2 separate regions of the Gasterosteus aculeatus genome follow, and region 2 is linked to region 1. A link is a contact called in public Hi-C data. All regions are on one chromosome and are shown on one strand. Each heading gives the region's core, a stretch centred on a gene start, on an enhancer-like site or on the middle of the called end of the contact. The rest is flanking DNA. Distances are from core to core; before and after follow the strand shown. Region 1 holds the start of max (myc associated factor X). Region 2 holds the start of aven (apoptosis, caspase activation inhibitor).

What was found. A called contact is a pair of places that touch in the nucleus more often than the background predicts.
Region 2: a Hi-C map of tail fin shows a contact between it and region 1, with 2.7 times the contacts expected there. The contact joins the promoter of aven here to the promoter of max in region 1. A contact is called at or near these places in 2 of 6 Hi-C or Micro-C datasets (skeletal muscle and tail fin).

Annotation. Positions count from the first base shown.
Region 1 is chr18:7,191,967-7,194,579 of fGasAcu3.hap1.1, reverse strand. It overlaps max (myc associated factor X), which reads left to right and starts at 1,310. Exons shown (of 4, transcript XM_078093059.1): 1 at 1,310-1,531. The coding sequence starts at 1,496.
Region 2 is chr18:7,400,061-7,402,673 of fGasAcu3.hap1.1, reverse strand. aven (apoptosis, caspase activation inhibitor) reads right to left here and starts at 1,323. Exons shown (of 8, transcript XR_013453352.1): 1 at 999-1,323. It overlaps LOC120808426 (muscarinic acetylcholine receptor M5-like), which reads left to right. Exons shown (of 2, transcript XM_078093065.1): 2 at 1,417-2,613. The coding sequence starts at 1,489.

The DNA.
Region 1 (2,613 bases), core at 61-2,560:
GGCAGATCTTCAGTGTGTATCCACTGTCACGTCAACCAATCAGCTGCAAAAAGGCCCAAGCCTGAACATTTCCCATCAACCTGCATAAGATATGTGTGCTGGTAACATTAGTGACGTACCTGGGAGCCGGGGTCGAAAGAGGCAAATACAGAAATACAGAACAAATATGTTTCACAATCCCGTTACTACCTTCCCTGCCCCGGCCGCAACTAATCACTGCCTGAGCTCCCTGCAGCTTGAATAATATTGGCTGAAACTCAGGCCGAGAGGGGGGGGGGATAACATTGAGGTTGAGGCGAGACGGCCAATATAAAAAATCTTGGTTCTTGTTTTTCTCATTGGCATATATTTTTTGTGACATTACCCATCCCTAGAGGTAATTGCAAATGCAATCGTAGCGCACAAATGCATATAGATGCTTTCTTGATGGTATTCATGGAGGCAGAGGGACGTCACTCAGCGGATGCATTATTAAAAGCCTGGCCTTATTCATCCTTTACATAGACTTTACTGCTCCAGACCATGTTTCTGGGTGACCCTGTTTGCAGGACAAGTTTATAAAATGGTACATGGGGTGAAAAATTGGCAGGGGGCTAGATTCAGAGGTCAAACTGATGGGGGGGGGGGGGCATAAGTGGTCCTAGAAGTTGGAAAAAGAGAAGGTAGGACGAAGGCAGGTCTAAAGCCCCATATTGGACACGGAGGCCAGGGTGTCGCCCGCAGCTGCTGTGGCCTCTTGACCTGCTGGGGGGGGGCTTCCAATTTTTTCAATACATTTGCTGATCCACTGTTGCAGCGCACAATAATCCACAGTGTAAGCTCCTTACAGCACAATTTAGTGAAAAAAATAAGCACCACAGCAGATTATTTGCAATGTGTTCTGACATGTTTTTCTCCACCAGGACATGGAAATAAAATAATCTAAAATAAAAAAAAATGTGTTGTGTAAAATATATATATATTTATACGTGTATGCCGGTGTGTGTGTGTGTGTGTGTGTGTGTGTGTGATATATATATACAAATATATACTCTTACAGCAATTCCCATAATGCTCCTCTAGGGAGAGACGCTGTGACGTCATGTTCGGGATTAATGCCTTCTGGATAGTGTAGAGTATAAATAAGAATGGCCTTCTATTTTGATAGTATCAAAGAACGTTCTAATATTTGAACCGCTCGTGGCTTGATGAATATCTCTCTTTGCGAAGTTATTTGACTTCAAATATCCTTCAGAAACGTACAATTTCTGAAAGAATCGACGGAAGAAATAGCTTGAGAAACTACATTTCCCACCCCCCGGGGAGGCTGCGCACCCGCGCTGCGCAGTGGCCTCTGCGTGCGGTGAGGGCAGTCACGTGCAATCCTCCTCAGTCCTGTCCAAACAGAACGTGAGCGTTAACCAGTCTGCCTGCTAGAGCGCCGGTCGGTGCTAAACCGATTCATGTTGTTTTTTTAGCCACTTGTCCCTTTTAAAGTAGACTATTGTATCGAAGAATGAGTGATAACGACGATATCGAAGTCGATAGTGACGTGAGTATGACCACGCTTGTCTTTTTACCGATGTTATTTTGCTAGCTTACGATTTAACGTTAGCCGACCTAGCGGCTCAGCTAACGTTAGCTACCCATACGCCTGCTAGCCTCTCTGTTTTAAGTGTTTTTTGTCGGGATCCTACTCCGCACTATCCTTTCTTGCCTTGTAGCATTATAAACCTACCAAGTTTGACCTTATAGTGACGTCAGCGTGGCAGTACGATTTGCTGAACAATTATGGCTACAATTGTACTTTTTGTTCTGTTTCTTTGCAGGAAGACTCACCGAGATATCACTGTGTGGTGCGTAATGCTGGGGGATTTTTTTTTCCAATGTCGAAAAATGTTTCACTGTTGTAAAGTTTATTCATCCATCACATTCTGCTTATTTTATTGGTATTTAATCGACTGCTAGGCCTACATCGTGGAGGTTGGTGTACTTATTTCTGCCTCGTGGCGGACCTACATTTATTCTAACCCGTGTGTGTGTGTGTGTGTGTGTGCACGTCATTTTCTGGGGCTTTGAACTATGGTGCAATCGTACATTTTGACGTTGCGATTATTCCTCTGCATCGGCGTTCTGCACTGCAGGGTTTCCCCCATCCCGTCTGTCCGCGGCCGTAGAGAGACGATGGCACGACGTCTATATTTAGACCAAAGCTTTATCCCGCTACAAATTGTTGCGTGTTTTATACCCCCCCCCCCCCCCCTTTAATACATAGCTTTCCGTGATCGGTGTTAGTCCGATAGTCAGTCCGAGTCTCCCTTCCCAAGCCCCCCCAGCGGTTCACCACGGGGGTCCGCTCGTGATCAGTGTGCCTTTTGGGGGGTTTTTTTTCCCCTCTTTGCAAATTACACATCTAGGTCATCTCCATACAGAGAGATCCGTTTGCATCTGTGCTGCATTCAACACCACGATGATGATGATGATGATGATACAGTGGTGAAGGTGTAGGGGGGGGGGGGTGGAGCGCAGCCGCTCCTGCATCTCGGACGAGTGGTAGGGGGGGTTGGGTGGTGTTAGTGGGGGGGATGTTTTCCTGTGTTGCACAGCCAGTGATTAGAGCCATCTTCTCCCTAC
Region 2 (2,613 bases), core at 74-2,573, 210 kb before region 1:
GCTGCCTTTGCACCAAGCAGAACTTCTTAAAAGAAACACAATAGCGGGAGTAAAAATGGTAAATGGCTTGTACTTGTACAGCGCTTTTCTAGTCTTCTGACCACTCAAAGCGCTTTAACACTACATGACATCATTCACCCATTCACACCCATTCATACACTGATGACAGGAGAACCATACACAGTGACACCTGCCATCAGTAACTACCATTCACACACTGTAGTCGCAGCTACAGGAGCAATGTTGGGTTAAGTGTCTTGCCCAAGGACACAACGACATGCAAGTTAGCCGGGCCTGGGATCGAACCCATAACCCTCTGATTGGAGGACGACCGTGCTCCCCACTCACCCACAGTCGCCTCCAGAAGTCTCCTCCACAACCAAGTGTTGATGATGAAGACTTTGAAGGGTGACGGAAACCTCAAAGTATCTCAACATGCGTCCTGTGAGTGGGGAGCCAAGCTGTTGCTTCACTGAAGAGGCCTATGTGCCTAGATGCTTAATCAATACATTATTTGAAATAATGGAAGGTGTAGAGTAATCGGTAAGTGAAATACACCGAAAACAGGTCAGTTCTTAATGGGTGCTGAGTGTGTTTAATTGCAACATAGTTTCTTTTCATATTATAGTTTTCAGCTGGAACACCATGGGCAAGTTTCCAGAGGCCCCTTGATTGGAAATTAAGCTGAACTATCTGGCGTAATATCCAGATATATATAAGACCTATATAGATAGACCTATAAGATATAAGACGAAAACGCATGTGCATTGCGCATGCGCAGTAGAGGAGTGAGCCGTAGCCATGTCGACGCAGACCCACTTCTGTACCGTGAATGCACAGTAATCAAAAATAAATGTTTATATCATGTGAATCACAGCTCGACAACTGCTGCGGAGACACTTGGCTGTGAATGTGAGGGGGGGGATTTAACATTTGCAAACGTTCGGTAGTGAGACATGTCGGGGGAAGCCCGATACGTAACTTCTGCGCTCTCTCACCCGGTGTTGGAAGTCCGCCGAGGGGCCGCTCCCGCCGCGTCCACGACCGCGGTAGTGGTCTCTTTTACCCCGGCCGCGGTGGTGGCCTCCTCTCCCTCTGCCCCGCTGCTCACCACCGACACTTTCGCTGTTGCTTCCGCCTCTGCCGCCCCTTCTCCAACTGCCTCCTCTGACTGCGCTCGGTCTGGTGTCCATTGCTGTTAATTGCGGCCGGACAGTTTAGCGCGTGACACCTTCAACGTGAAGGAAATGAGTGTTACGTTGAATGGTGTCCCACGACAAAAATGACGTTTGATCGTTCCGAGTCAATTAAAAAATTACACATTTCAGAATTGAATGACAATATAGAAACATATTTAGAGAGCGAGAGTTTATACATTTTATAAAATCATTCAAGTTTTTTTTCTTTTCATTTCAGGAAAACTCTTAATGGAGCCACAAGCTGGTACCCTTCTCTGACCTGTCAACAATAACAAGGAGGGATAACAGCATGGAAGTGGACCCTTCAAACAGCACTCTTGCCAACACATCACATGTCCAGGTGGCTTCTCACAATGTTTGGGAAGTTATTACCATCGCTACAGTATCAGCAATCGTCAGCTTGATAACTGTTGTGGGTAACGTGCTGGTTTTGCTCTCCTTCAAAGTCAACAGCCAGCTGAAGACCGTTAACAACTACTACCTACTCAGTCTGGCTTTCGCCGACCTCATCATTGGAGTGTTGTCAATGAACTTATACACCACATATATCCTTATGGGTTACTGGTCCTTGGGAAACATTGCATGTGATCTCTGGCTAGCAGTGGATTATGTTGCCAGCAACGCTTCAGTTATGAACTTACTTGTCATCAGCTTTGACAGGTACTTCTCCATCACAAGGCCGTTAACTTACAGGGCTAAAAGGACTCCAAAGAGAGCTGCCATCATGATTGGCCTTGCGTGGCTGGTGTCTTTTGTCCTTTGGGCGCCACCCATTCTGTGCTGGCAATACATTGTAGGTGAGAGAAGGGTGCTTCCTAACCAGTGCCATATCCAGTTTTTAACACAGCCTGTGATCACATTTGGTACAGCGATTGCCGCTTTCTATATCCCTGTCTCTGTTATGACCATCCTCTACTGTAGGATCTACAAGGAAACGCAGAGACGCACCAAAGATTTGGCTGAGCTACGAGGCCTGGCTACTGAAAATGTTCTAGAAGGGACTAAACCACAGAAAACTGCCATTCATTCTTGCTTTCATTTTACCAGAGAGAGAAGAGACCTCAGTCAGGCCTCCTGGTCCTCGTCTAACCAAAGCAACGCTACTAAAATGACAACCAGATCAGATGAGGCATGGGAGAAAGCAGATCAAATCACTTCCTTCAACAGCTACTCTACATCTGAGGAGGACGAGCAGCATGTGTCAATAGAAACCCCACAGAGGTCTTTCAAAGAGCAAGGTAGTGGGCAAAGTAATACGAATGGACAAGTGACTGAGTATACAGAGGATCTATACTTTTCCACTCCTCAAAAGAAGAGTAGTAAAAAACACATCTCTTATAAATTCAAACCTGGCTCCAGCTCAAAGGGCAAAAACGGCAAACCAATGACTCCCGCGCCGTGCCTGGCCAAAGCA